Linked DNA regions of Sus scrofa: region 2 is linked to region 1. A link is a contact called in public HiChIP or PLAC-seq data. All regions are on one chromosome and are shown on one strand. Each heading gives the region's core, a stretch centred on a gene start, on an enhancer-like site or on the middle of the called end of the contact. The rest is flanking DNA. Distances are from core to core; before and after follow the strand shown. Region 1 holds the start of ASF1B (anti-silencing function 1B histone chaperone). Region 2 holds the start of ZSWIM4 (zinc finger SWIM domain-containing protein 4).

Region 1 (7,332 bases), core at 1,560-4,059:
TTTTCTGTTTATCATTTTCCCTTTATTTATAATCATACATATGAACCTTGGCTTGTCTATAGCATGTTAAGTGTGGGTCAGAACATCTGGCTCTAAGACTTATTCAAGCAGCATCCGTTGAATTTCTCAATTAAATAGGGGAAAAACACATCTAATGTATTGAATGTGGACTCATGATTTGCAAACATCTATTTCCAGATGCTAAGAAGAAGAGAGAGCAAAAGAGGTTCAGAGCCCTTGAGAAATGGGTCAGACTGGGGGCTGAGTGTTCAAATCTTCAGTTACCAGTATCTGAAGTCACTAGGAAACAAGACTGAGATTTCTCCAGGATCTGAGAGAATTCTAAAGCCAGACCCACTCCATCTGTTTGGGAGGCAGGAAACAAATTCTCTCTGCTCTGTGGGAAGAGGCAGAAAGCAAGTTGGCAGGTCAGAGTCAAGGATAGCCCTAGAGGTACAACAAAAGACTCTACATTTCCAGGTTTTCTAACTGGAATTTCTCTGAGCAAAAGCTTCACTGTCCAGGTATAATTAATAATAGCACCACCTTTCCCTCTTTTGACAGTGTTTTCATGTGGAAATAAAATCTATGGTCAGTCCTATTTACATTCCACAGGAGAGGCCTTTCCCTGGTTACAGAAAGATAAAGAACTTTGGACAAAGAACTCAGAGACAAGACCTAGTGTCAATAATTCTACAAACTGGCTATGTGACCTTGGAGAAATCATTCCATTTCTCTCTATTAAAAGATAATGACCGGGGATCCCAGTGTGGCTCAGTGGTTAATGAAGCTGACTAGTAACCATGAGGTTGCTGGTTTGATCCCTGGCTGAGCTCAGTGGGTTAAGGATCTGGCGTTGCCGTGAGCTGTGGTGTAGGTCGCAGATGAGGCTTGGATCCATCGTTGCTGTGGCTGTGGTGTAGGCCGGCAGCTGTAGCTCCAATTTGACCCATAGCTTAGGAACCTTCATATGCTGTGGGTGCAGTCCTAAAAAAGAAAAAAAAAAAAGAAAGATAATGATCAGCAGGTTGACTTTAGCCTTTCCTGTGCTGATTCTAGTAACAGATTAGTAAAGTAACAGGAGAGGAACTTTGTAGGAGTAAATGTACTAGATAATGACCATGCAACCATGTTTAACCCCGAGGATCACAAACAGACATACTGAAACTCAATCTTCTGCCATCTGGCTCTGTGAATCCCTTAACCTATTAGCTCCTTACATCTCCTCCTAGCTTTAAAATGAAATCTTATTCCACAGGGTGATTCTTCACTTTATTTATTTACACTGTCTTGTTCCAGAAAGGATTTAACTGGGCTTATACTATAGTCACAAGTAGATTCCTTAATTTAGAAAGGAGAGAAACAGGGAAGATTGATCCATTGGCCCAGTCTAAGCACACACACACACATATATCAAAAGGGTTATCAACTCCAGGCTAGACCAAGTGGCTAATTTGCATGCAAAGCACACACCTACCACTGAGAGGTGCTAGTTAGCACACCCTGGCCTCACAGATCTCCACCTCCTTAGCCGCTGCCTCTTAACCACTAAGTGGAGAAGAGGTCTAATGGAGTACTTTCTCCCGAAAGTGGTGCCAAAACTCTCTGAATGACCTTAGATTTTTTTTTGATTTTTATAGAAGTACAAAAAAGGTGTTTTACTCTTTGTGGATCCCATGCTCTCATCTGTGAGATGAGAGTCATGTCCACCTTTGTCACACAGATGAATAAGTACATCTATAAAAGCGCCTTGAAAAAGATGCACAAAAGGTTGTGACCTCTGAGCTGATTGAAGCCAGATACCTTCATGGCTCAGCCTGGCATACCCACCCTCCAGATTAGGTCAGACCATCAAAAGTGGGGGAGAATTGCTACAGTAAGTCAGCAGGAATCTGGCAGGCAAATGGTAAGAACCAACTTATGCTTGTTTGGCCATGCTTCCCCAGGTAGAGCATCAGCAAGCAGGGAGGAGATTATGGGAAGACAGATGGGAAGATGGGGGTGAGTGAGGTCTTGTCACAGGGGGAGAGGGTCTTCATTGGGAAAATGGAACAGGGGGCTGAAGTTGCCATATAGGAAAGGGGCGGGAGCTGGGGTTTCCATAAGGAAAATGGGAGGGTGCTGAGGTTTCCATAGGGAAATTGGGAGGGGGCTTGGATTTCCATAGGAGAAATTCGAGGGGGCTGGAGGTTGGGGTTTCCATAGGAAAAAAGTGAGATGGGAGTGCCTCACCACAGGGGACAGCCTTTTGGTGGGGAGGACTGAATGGCTGGAATGGCGGCTTGCCCCTAAATAGTAGGTAGGTAGGGGCAGTCTCTTGCTACAGGAAAGTCAGGGTGGCTGACGGTCTCTACCTAGAAAACGGGTACCCAAGAGGAGAGCTACAGGAAAAAGAGGGGGATAATGAGGTTTTCACGGGGGAAAACGCGAGTAACCATAGGGGTACGGTGAAGGGGTAGTTTCCCAAAGGGGAGGTTAAGGCTGGGGGTGGGTGTTGGTTTACGGGAAATCAGATTTGGGGGAGAGGGGGTGTTTCACAGGGTTGTCTCCAAGGGGAGGGTCGGGGCGGCCCAGGGGAGGGGGGTCGCTCCACGCAGGCCCAGTCTCACCGTCCGTCAGGGCCTCATTGCACTCGAAGCTGATCTCGAACCGGAAGGGGCTGTGGAAAGGGCTCGGATTCTCCAGAACAGCCACGTTCAGCACCGACACCTTAGCCATTGCCTCGTCGGGCCGAGGCTGAAGCCAGAGCTGGGGCCAAGACTACGTTTGGGTCTTGTCAGGTCAGCAGAACAGCGTTACCCAAAACTGCTCGCGCCTCCTCCGATCGCGGTCTGAAGAGCTAATCTTCTTCGCGCGCCTCCTTCAAATAGCCGGCCCCACCCTCCAGCCAATCACCGTCAACGCTCCCTGGCGGCGCGAGCGCCCCCCCAGCCAATCCTGGAGCGTCGGTAGGCAAGCGCCGAGACTCCCGAGACCAATCGGTGGAGCTCCCTCTTCTGGATGCGGGAGGGAGGCGGGACAGTCTCTTGGCTTCTTTGGGAGTCCGCCGGGAACCAATCCCTAGAGTCTCCGACTCGAATGTCAAGGGCGGGGTGGGCGGGGTCAAAACGCAGGGCTCTTCTTGGCCAATCCCGAGGGTCCCCGCACTAGCGCTGTCCGGACTTAGCCCCGCCCTTCCGGGAGGTGCTTCCAGCCGCGGGCAGCGCCGCCAACCGTCAATTGGTGGCGCGCGGCGCTCGCCAAATCCCCTCTTAAAGTGCGGGAAGGGCGGTGCTTGACCTGCGGTGATTGGCAGGCAGGGGTGGGGCGGGAATAAAGCCGATTCTCTGAGAGTTTATTGGCTGAGTTGACCTTGGGGGGCGGGAGGAAATAAGACTCGGTGGGGGATTCGTAGGAGTGGAGCGGAAGTCGACTGCCGGCGCTGTTGAGCGGGGTGTAAGAAGAGAAAGGAAGAGCGTTTGCGGCTCTGGAGTCTCAGCAGGTGAGCGTTGCCGGAAGTTTCTCTATGGGTCTCCTGGCCCTTCAGGCCCAGCGGCCCGGGAGTCCGTTGTGAACGTTGTGAACGTTTAACCCATCCCTGAAGGGAGACGGTGTGACAGTAACGGGGCTCACGGGGGCCTGGGTCGCGGGAGTCGGGCTTGGTTCGAATCCGGCTTTTTCCCCTTCGAGAGCCTCTGGGGAGGTTTCAGGTAGACACGCTGTAAATGAGAGTTCGAGTCCGGCCTCTTCCACTTACCTCTCGAGGCCACCCTTCCCCGCGCGTTGAACAGGGTCATGAAAATTTACTGGCAGGATTTATGACTGCATAATACATCTAGAAACTTTACTCCCACACTGGGGCTGGAGCGCCGTCGCCCCCTGTCTGGAAGACTGTAGGGACATCCGCACTCACTCCCTGCTTCCACCTGTGACAGCGCACCTAGTTTTACACTTTTCTGAAGTTAACCACGTTTTTTAAAAAAGTTTAAAAAGTTAATTTTAACATACTCTTAAATATATTAAAATTTAGCTGAAACACCTTTTCAGCATATGTTCAGTATTAAAAAATACAACACAGGTAGCTTACATTTTGTTACTCAGCACGAAGCTGTTGAAATCCTTTATTTTACTTAACAACACGTCTGTGATCTGGACGCTACATTTTCACTGAAAATTAGCTTAGATTTCATAAAATTTACAGCTGTATTGTAGACTCATATGCCCACGCTGTTCCCAGCAAGCTTAAAAGTTTCCCATGAGTTAGATCTCATGTCGGTTTTATTTATTTTTTTAATTGTATTTTTTTTTTTTGTCTTTTTTTTTTGCTATTTCTTGGGCCACTCCCGCGGTATATGGAGGTTCCCAGGCTAGGGGTCTAATCGGAGCTGTAGCCACCGGCCTACGCCAGAGCCACAGCAACGCAGGATCTGAGCCGTGTCTGCAACCTACACCACAGCTCACGGCAATGCCGGATCGTTCGTTAACCCACTGAGCAAGGGCAGGGACCGAACCCGCAACTTCATGGTTCACTAGTCGGATTCGTTAACCACTGCGCCACGACGGAAACTCCTCATGTCGGTTTTAAATTGAAATGTTAGTTGATGAAAGTTAGGTGATATGAAATGTTCCTTTTCACAGTGGCACTAAACACATTTCAGATGTTCATGATCCTCTGTGGCCACTGTGTTATTGGACAGCAGCAGGTCTGAAATAAATTGGATCAGTCACCTCTCTGCTTAGTATGTGAATGGTTTTCTGTTTTCAGTGTGAGAGTACTGTCTTCAAGACTCTTCATGCTTTGTTTCTTACTACCCACCCAGCCGCAACTTGAGTCCAGCCAAACTGACCCTCTTTTTGTTCCATAAAAATCTGACATGACTCTCCCACCTCTTTTTCAGCTCTTGGCATGGCTGGTGCCTTCTTGTTATTCAGATCTCTGCTCAAATGTCTTCTCTGAGTTGAAACCTTTCCAAGGGTCCTCTGAACAGTGTTCAAACTCAAGAGAATGTAAGTCTGAACAGTACTGTTTCAAGCCCAAGCTTTTCTTATCCATGCTCCTCTGTGGCCTCATGATGCTAGACATTTATTTGTATCTACACCTCACATTAAGTTAAAACAAAAAAAAATTTTTTTTTCATTGCAAGGACTTTTTCCCCATTGAAACAATTTAGCTGCAAGAAAATTCACATTATTATTGGCTGTGATTTCTTGGCAGTCTTTGGGCATACTTGGGAACTTTTGTGACTTGAGAAAATCTAATTTTCAAATTATTTCCAAATGTAATTTGGTTGCTTATGAATATGAAATTTGATGAATGAAGTTGTTATGATGTTATGTTTTCTAGATGTTTAATTAAACATTTATTCATTACAACTTTGTAGTTTTCTTTTTGCATTGTGGAGCTTTTTTCTCTTTATCCCTGGCCCCAGCCTTTTCTTAGCCCCTGAAAAGCTCATCATCCACGAGCATTATGTCTCTGGTACTACTGAAGAAAATGGCCCTGTCTATAATGCCTTCTCCCTACAGCTGACTGAATAATCTTCAGTTGTAAACCAGATCATGTCATTACCCTGCTTAAAACCTTCAAAGGCTTATCATACTTAGAATGAAACTTAAGATCTTTTGTCTGGCTTAGGAGGCCCTGCCCAGTGGCCTCAGCTGACCTCTCAAGCCTCATCTGCCAGTCTCTCTCGTCACCACTCTCAGGCTTTGCTGGCTTTATTTCCTGGTCATTCAGCACCAAACTTATTTCTGCTGCAGGGCTTTGCACTTGCTGTTCCTTCTGTCTGGAATGTGCTTCCTTGAGATAACTGCATGGCTGTCTCATTTTCATCATTTATGGTTTACCTCAAATGTCCCTCCCAAAAAAGCCTTCTCTGACCACCCTAAAGTAGACCTTCATTTATTACAAAAGCCTGCCTTATTATCTTAGGAGCACTTAGCAGAATCTGTACGTATGTGTGTGTGTGTTTTTTTTTTTTTTGAGCCGCACTAGTTCCCAGACCAGGGGCCAAATCAGAGTTGCAGCTCTTGGCCCACACCACAGCCATACCAAGGAATGGATCTGAGCCATGTCTGCAGCCTACACCACAGCTCACAGCAATGCCAGACCCTTAACCCACTGAGCGAGGTCAAGGATCAAACCTGTGTCCTCATAGTCACTAGTTGGGTTGGCCCCCCCCCCCCCCCGAGCTACAACAAGAACTCCCCATATGTTGGTTTCAACTGTGCTTATTATCTCTTATCATCTCACAGTAGATTGAAAGTTGGTTAGGGACGGGATCTCTCTTGTCTCACGCTGACCTTTCAGTAGTGTATTTCCAGAGTTTGGCACAGAGCTTCACATGTAGGAAGTACTCAGTAAATTTTTCTAAAAGAATGAATCCAGGTAGTTCCCCTTGTGGCACAGCAGGAACAAATCCAGCATGTATCCACGAGGATGTGGGTTTGATCCCTGGCCTTGCTCATTGGGTCTCAGGTCCGGTGTTGCCGTGAGCTGTGGTGTAGGGTCACAGATGTAGCTCAGATCCCAAGTTGCTATGGTTGTGGCGTAGCTCCAATTTGAACCCTAGCCTGGGAACTTCCATATGCCGAGGGTGTGGCCCTAAAAAGCAGGGGAAAAAAAAAAAAGAATAAATCCATATAACGGCCTTAGCATAACCTGGAATGTGAAAGGTACTCCATAAACATGGACTGTTAATAGTGCTTAGTAGTAGTAAGTCCTCATTTTTCTTATGTAGTGTTTCAGGTGTACTCATACTCATTACCCAGTTTAAGGAGTAAAACACTAAAGATGCAATTGAAAGGCCTGATACCCCAGCCTCAAATCCATTCCTCTCCCCTTTTTAAGAAAATGTACCTGCAGTCCTGGATTTGGAGTTTATCTTTCTGTGCATGTTTGTGCATCTTTAATATGCGTCTTTAAACTATATGTAGTATTTATGTCATGTTCTACAAACTTATATAAATGATACCTGTGCAAGAAAGAGTTATTATAGCTGGCCTGAGACTGCTGTTCTTAGAAAAGCCTGTTTGCAAGGCTGGTCCTTGACTGGTGTCTAGGAACTGGGATTTCAGGAGGGTTCCCATGATTCCCTAAATGATAACAAATGGCTGATAGTGCTTAAACTGTACAATGTGGGTTTTTTTTTTTTTTTTTTTTTTCATTTCTTTGGGCCGCTCCCACGGCATATGGAGGTTCCCAGGCTAGGGGTCGAATCGGAGCTGTAGCCACCGGCCTACGCCAGAGCCACAGCAACTGGGATCCGAGCCGCGTCTGCAACCTACACCACAGCTCACGGCAACGCCGGATCGTTAACCCACTGAGCAAGGGCAGGGACCGAACCCGCAACC
Region 2 (7,332 bases), core at 2,571-5,070, 270 kb before region 1:
ATTTGACAGCCAGACTTCACAGTTTGAAGTTGCCTGGGGCCCAGCACTCAGGGTTTCTGTGGGGGAGGAGGGGGCTGGGGGGAGCGGCACAGCTTGGCTGCCCCTTGGTTCTGTGACACACACCCCCACCCCTGTACACCCTTCCTTGAGCCTCACCTTTGGGACCTGGAACCTCCTGGGCCCTGCTGCTTTCTGCCCACCTCACAGCCATTTCTCCCCTAAACAGGCAGCGAGTGACTTCTGCCCGTTGATGTGGAGTCACTTCGCACAGTGGGCATTTATTGTGTGCCTGCTGCCTGCCAACCTCAGGGCTAGGTAGAGCCAAGAACTGACATTCTAGTGGGGAGAACAGAAAACATCAGCCCCAGGACACCCGCTCCAGACCCTCCCCTCCCCCCTGTCCTGCTCCTGGCCTTTTGCACCTCCTGTTCCTCCCCCCTCTCAGATGTCACCTCGGAGAACTCCTCTCTAGCCCCTGCTCCTGGAAGTGGTCACTCTGTGCCACTCTGGTCCGTTTTTTGCTTTGCATCTTTGTTGCCTCTCCAGCACCTGAAACAGCAAGCAGTAGTTGCTCCATGAGCAGGTGTTTGTTCAAGGAAGGAATTGTTTCTTCTTTCTTCATGGAACATTCTGCGTCTCAGTGAATCAGTTCTGACCACTCAAACATCATCTCTAACAACACACCCTTCCGGTTAGCTGATTCATAACTTCGTCTTTGAACTATTTTACAGCCCCCTGAATTGTAAGCAACTGATAGCAACACAAAACCACTCTTATCGGATCCTTCCGGCCCATCTAGAAAGGTTCCGTTGACAACCCTCCTCCCCTGTGGAAAAACCAATTTGCCTCCATTCGCACATTTATTTACTCTTATTTACTCGAATAGTCTCATCTGTTGTAAAAGTGCTCGTTTTCCAGACTCTCTTTTGAACCTCGGATAACACCTGCCTGGTTCCCACAGGAGTTCAATTAAAACATCTTAACACGCGTTCTTCTGTATTTGTCTGTGAGAGTCCTGACTGCACCCGCTTTTGAAAATTATCTTTTAACCTTTCTATCTGCAATTTCCACAGGGGGAGGGCTAGGACCAGCTGGGCTCTGGGTGCCAGCTGGTGCTTCACTCCACCACCAGGAGGCGCCTCAAACCCAGGCCAAGCCCACTGCAGAGGTCGGCACCCCGGGGCGGGCCAAGGACTCCTGTAAACTGTAAACTGGCTCCCTTTGTCCCTCTGAGGCCAGTCCCTTTGAGGGGGACCCCAGGGGTGAGGAACGGCATTCAGGCATGACAGGTATGAGATCTGGAATGTCAACTCACCTGTTCCTTCCTCACCCCACTCCTTCAGCCTCCCTAAACAGCTTCGTTTTTACCCCTGTCACTGCCCTGGGTGACTTTTCCCTCCCAGGTTGGGGCCTTCCACCTGCCCACAAATCTCCCCTTATGCTGCAGACTTTGGGAAATCACTCCATCTCTTGTTCTCTTTAGCCACGCCCTCTCTGAGCCTCAGTTTCCCCATCTGTTAAATGGGGACCTTCATGCCCCTCCCTCAGTGTGGAAAGCTGGGCAGCCCGAAGGCTGTGACAGCTGCCTTTGTGTTCTGGGTGAGGAGGGAAGCCCAGTTCCAGCCACTCGGCTGGCTGGCCTCCCCCCCAGCCTGTTCCCCACGCCCCGCCAGGGCTAGGACATTCATTAAATGTGGCTTTTCAGACACAATTATTCCTGCTCAAGCCTTTTCCTCTCCTTCCCCCTCTGCCCGGAATGCCCATTTTTCCTGGCAGGGTCCTGACACTCTGCCCATGAACTTGTGTTCCAGAAGGGAAGAAAAGAAACATAAGAAACAAATCTCGCCAGCTGGGCAGGCCAGAGGGGCTGTGTTGGGACCAGGAAGCGAAACTGCCCCGGCTGGTTTCCTGCCTGAGTCAACAGGGGCATTGAGGTGCTGCAGGGGGCTAGCAGAGGGTGGCCACAGAGCCGAGGGCTGTGTCCTCCATCATGTGAGTCTCCAGGGTCTCCCCGTTTCCCGTGGGTCTCAAGGACACGTGGGTTTGGGGTCAGGAGCTGTGGATGCCTAGACAGTGAGCTCACGGCGGCGGGCCGGATAAATGTGGTTCCATTTCCCTGAAGCTCAAACTGGCTGCACTGAGCAGCGAGGACTTGTGGGGTAGCTGGAATCTCCCTCTCAACCTCTCTTTCTTAAAAGGACTGTTATGAGGAGGGCAGACTTGAAATAGGCCTGGAGGCTTCATCCTGGAGGCACCCCCATTTTCCCAGGGGGCTGACTTCTCACATTCTCCAGAGATCACTGTGTGGCCTTGGGCAACTCTCTGACCCTCTCTGGACCTCATTCCCCTCCTCTGTAAAATCTGGGGCTCTGAATAGAATCTTGGTATTTCCCAAACTTCACATTTGATCCCCAGCCAAGGTGACAAGACCAGCCTGCCCACCAGGGCTTGAATGCCGGCCCTACCCTCTCCTGCCCCGGACCTTGGTAAAGTCATCTGACTTTTCTGTGCCTCAGTTTTCTCATCCATGATATGAGGATGATGACAATATTAGTATCTACTGTTAGAGAATAAAAGAAAACAGCCTCACTATGTGATGATCCATTCTCTGTTTCTCCTAAACACCCTCTGTTCCACCAGCCTGGAGTGCCTTCTCTGCTTCACCATTTCAGGACACCCACTGAAGCATCCTCAGGGATAAGGACCAGGCACATACTAGATGCTCAAGGAGCCCACCTGGAAAAGCCAGACCCTGGGTCCTGTTTGCCAGAGAAACACCTGCAAGACTTGTTTTGCTGAAATTCTCCCTCCACCCATCCCTCCTTCCCCATAAGTTTATCTTTGCTTCAAATCCTTGCAAGAAAGGCACACTCTAGGGAGTTCCTGTTGTGGCTCAGCTGGTTAAGAACCTGACTAGTATCCATGAGGATGAGGGTTCCATCTCTGGCCTCACTCAGTGGGTTAAGGATCCTGCGTTGCTGCAAGCTGGTGTGTAGTTTGCAAATGCAGCTCAGATCCTGGCTCGTGTTGCTGTGGCTGTAGTGTAGGTCCTCAGCTGCCGCTGCTCCAATTCAACCCCTAACAGGAACTTCCACATGCCGCAGATGTGGCCCTAAAAAACAAAGAAAGAAAAGTAAAGAAAGGACAAGTTCTAATAGGTCTCAAGTTTCCCAGTCTGGGTGAGCTTAGGCAAAGACTCCACCTCTCTAAGCCTCAGTTTCCTCATCTGAGAAATGGAGACAACCATCCCCATTTTTCTTTCTTTCTCTTTGTCTTTTCTAGGGCTGCACCCGCGACATATGGAGGTTCTCTATGGCCTCCAAGAGCTCCGTCTAATCAGAGCTGTTGCCACCGGCCGACGCCACAGTCACAGCAACACCAGATCCCAGCTGCATCTTCGACCTACACACAGCTCACAGCAACACCGGATCCTTAACCCACTGAGCAAGGCCAGGGATCGAACCAGAAACCTCATGTCTCCTAGTTGGATTTGTTTCCGCTGTGCCACAATGGGAACTCCCAAAATAAAAATTCTTTTTTTTTTTTTTTTTTTTTTTTTTTTGCCTTTTTGCTATTTCTTTGGGCCGCTCTCACGGCATAAGGAGGTTCCCAGGCTAGGGGTCAAATCGGAGCTGTAGCCACTGGCCTACGCCAGAGCCACAGCAACACGGGATCCGAGGCCCCTCTGCAACCTATACCACAGCTCGCGGCAACGCCGGATCGTTAACCCACTGAGCAAGGGCAGGGACCGAACCTGCAACCTCATGGTTCCTAGTCGGATTCGTTAACCACTGCGCCACGACGGGAACTCCAAAAAATAAAAATTCTTAATGAGATATTTTGCCTTCTTTTGTGCCTACTATGTCTCCAAAATCCAATGTGTTTTACATTTATAGCAGAGCCCAATTCAGGTCAGCCCCATTTCAAGGACTCAAAGACCACTTGTAGCCAGTGGTGACCATACTGGACAGTGCAGGTGGGAGGGAGTTGGGAACTGGCCAGAAAGTGCAGCTGTGAAACTGGAAATTCCTGGAAGGAAAAAGCCAGATTTTCCATATGGGGTGGGGCAGGGGGTGGCAATCAGGCCACTTGAGTTTTTCCTGCTCTGTAGACATTTCAGTGGAATGGGAGCAAAGCTGGAGTTGGTTCAGTCAATAATTTATATATAGATTGACTGCTCTATGGCCGGAGCTGATCAGGTGATAGCGGTAAAGCAGTGCACCAGTTAGACAAACTACGGCATCTTGAAGCTCACCATGGAGAGGGGAGAGACAGAAAATAAACAACTTCTAAAATAAAGAAAAATAACGGTAATGGAGAGAAGAGTGGCAAGGAAACTTTGGGTTCTCTAAGGACCTGGAGAGGGAGAACTGTAGGGGGAGTGCGCTGGGGATAAGGTATGATGACCACCACCCATGTCATGGTCAGAGATATGACCCAGACAAGGTGAATCAGAAAAAAGCAATTAGAAGTGGTCAGCTTTGACATTTATTACGTTAAACCTAATGAAAATGCCATTTAGTGTATCAAAAATGATTGAAAAATCAGTAATTTCATATGACTCAACGTAATATTTAGGGCAAAGAATGGATTGGGGATTCTTAACTTGGGGCTCAAGGACGGGCTTGAATTGGGCTCTATTTCTAGAGAAGGGATCTATGGCCTCCAAGAGCTCCGCCAAAGGGCATGTGATCCCTCAAGTCTCGCAAAGCCTCAAAACTTGACCTGGCGCCCAGAGAGCCTGAGTTTTTAACCTCACACAGTCCAGGGGGAGGAGGGGCTGAGCCGCTGTCCCGGGGATCCCGCCGCTCTGTCTCGCTCCCGGGCCGAGCCGTGTTGATTGTCCCCTCGCGGGGCCCGGAAGCGACCCTCAGTAAACAAAGCCGTGTGTGGGCTCAGCCCCAGCTGCCCGGGGAGCGCTGTCCAGCCCCGGGGGGGCGGGGAAAGAATGTTGTGAATGAACCCAGGACCCGCCCCGAAACTCCGCTTCAGGCCGGCCCTGCAGGGGGTCCTCCCACTGTGATTGGTCTTCGGTGCCCGGTGATTGACAGCGCCGCTCGCTGAGCGCTCTGAATGGGTTGTTCCGAAAAGACAGGCAGCTCATGAAACGAATGATGAGCGAGGAGTTGGAGACGGGTATGGAGGTGCAGCCAATGGTGGATGAGAGCCTCGGAGGCCGAAGGGAGTGCCAATGGGGACTGGCGACGGAGGCGGGACGATGGCGGAGCATAAAGCGGCGGCCGAGGCAGCTTCATTGTTGTGAAGAGTCTTAAAGGGGCCGCAGCACCCCGCCGGCCCGGTGCGGGGGCGGGGGTGGGTGCGGCGGGAGTCCGGGGTCAGCAGAGCGCGGACGAAGGACAAGAAGAGAGGCAGGGGTCGCGGGAGCGGGCGAAGAGGAGCAAGCATCAGACCGACCCCCTCGAACAGGCCCCGCCCCGGCCCGGCCCGGCCGGATGGACCCCCCAGCGGCCAAGCGGAGCCGGGGCTGCCCCGCAGGACCGGAGGAGCGCAACGCCGGGGTCGCGACCGTGCGCGGCCGGGGCCGACCCGAGGCGCTGCTGGACCTCAGCGCCAAGCGAGTAGCCGAGAGTTGGGCCTTCGAGCAGGTGACTGAGGAGGGGGGTGGGGAGGGACCCAGAAACCCACCCCCAGCCTCTTCTACGACGTGCCTTCTCTCCCTCTCCAGACCCCAGACTCCGGACCTGCCCCCATCGCAGACACCCCCAGAGATCGCCAAGATCCTTAACCCTGATCCCAAGACACCCCCTCATCCTCCCATTTCATTCCTTCAAACTCTATGACCCACTCCCATCCCTTCCCCCACAGCCCTGCCCTTCAGCCCACAAGACCCAGTGGTGCCCTCAGTGCGCTGATCCCATCCGGGGACAGTTTCTCTCCTCCTCTCACAAGCTTAGTGGTCGTCTCATAAGCCTGAGTATCTCTCTTTTCCCAGCTCAATTCAATTAGGGCACCGCATTCAATCCTCGTTCTTCTCTCCAACTGCTACACCTCCACCACCAACCCCATTTGTGAACAGACCAGATCTCAATCCCTAGAGACTCCAGATCTCTGTCCTACACCCCCAGTAGAGAACTCCCTCATTTATATGGATCTCATCCTCAAGATACTCCTATCTGTCCCCATCCCTGCCTTCAACCTCCATGACCCCCCTGTCCCATGGAGACCCCCTTCTCTTGCAGAACCTACCCTCAGGCCCTGATAAATATACCCCCTCAGTAATTCTGAGATCACTTCCCACTTGGGGCTGCCCAGCCCCCTCCTAGCTGCCTGCAGAGATTACTCCATTGTCAGAGTCCCCCCTCCCCATTACCCCATGCTCACCTTCCCCTCCCTCCCTCCACAGCCATCTCAGTCTTTCCAGGGCTGGGCAGCAGGTGCTAGTACCTGGACAGGTGCACCTGGAACCCTGCCCCTATAGCTTCTGGGGGCCCTTACCAGGATGCCCCAGGGCTGAGGCAGTTAAAGACACCTTTCCAAGCCTCAGTGTGGGCCCCAAGGATCTGGAGTTGTGGCCAGGATGTGACCAAGCCTTCCTCGGTACCCAGAAGCTCTGTCCTCTCTTTGGCTTTCGTGGGGGCCTTCTTTGCTCCCTGGCCCCTCCAGAGTTAGGAAGTCTGCCGGGACTGATGGTTCTGGGCCAAGTGTGGATGGGGCAGGCTCTGATTCACAGCCTGGAAAATCCCTCCTTAGTCATCTGCCAACTGTCCCCGAGGCCTGGGCTGGTCATTGGTCCTCCCACTTCCCCCTGAAACCCAGGACTGGGGGATTCTGAAAGGTCCCTGCCCCTCATTGTGTGTGAGACCCCACCCCCCACCCCGAATAATCCTGAAACCTTCTCCAGGGCTCCCATGGGCCTGCCCAGGGCAGGTCTGGCCCTAGGAAAACTCTTGCCCCACAGAAGCTCATGGAATCCTTTGCCACCCTTTGGGAGTTCTGCTTCTTATTTGAGGAAACTGGGGCACAGAGAGGTTGAGAAACTTGCCCAAGGACACTCAGCCAGTGAGTAGCAAACCCGGATTGGAACACAGGCTCAACCTGCTCAATTCATTGCTCAGAGTCCCCCGGGGGAGCAGGATACCCCTCCCTTCCTGGGGCCCCTTAGAAGCTGGAACTGAGAGCTGGTCTTGGGAACTGCAGCTCCCTAGCTGTGGGACCCTGAACAGGTAAATTCACCCCACCTCTGAGCCTCAGATTCCCCAGGCTGCAAAAGTATCACTGGGTTGTTGCTACGAGGATTAAGGGAAATCGCATACGTAAAGCATTTAGCACGCACATTTAGCACGCACGTGTAGGCTAAGGATTCCTAGGCCT

The links. HiChIP or PLAC-seq counts read pairs in DNA pulled down with a chosen protein or histone mark.
Region 2: an H3K27ac HiChIP or PLAC-seq map of alveolar macrophages shows a contact between it and region 1. The contact joins the promoter of ZSWIM4 here to the promoter of ASF1B in region 1. A contact is called at or near these places in 2 of 5 promoter capture datasets (fetal skeletal muscle and liver), 2 of 47 Hi-C or Micro-C datasets (heart right ventricle and skeletal muscle) and 1 of 2 datasets of contacts at active chromatin or transcription factors (alveolar macrophages).

The regions. Positions count from the first base shown.
Region 1 is chr2:65,058,663-65,065,994 of Sscrofa11.1, reverse strand. It overlaps ASF1B (anti-silencing function 1B histone chaperone), which reads right to left and starts at 2,809. Exons shown (of 4, transcript NM_001137625.1): 1 at 2,610-2,809. The coding sequence starts at 2,718.
Region 2 is chr2:65,333,453-65,340,784 of Sscrofa11.1, reverse strand. ZSWIM4 (zinc finger SWIM domain-containing protein 4) reads left to right here and starts at 3,820. Exons shown (of 14, transcript XM_005661247.3): 1 at 3,820-5,606. The coding sequence starts at 5,454.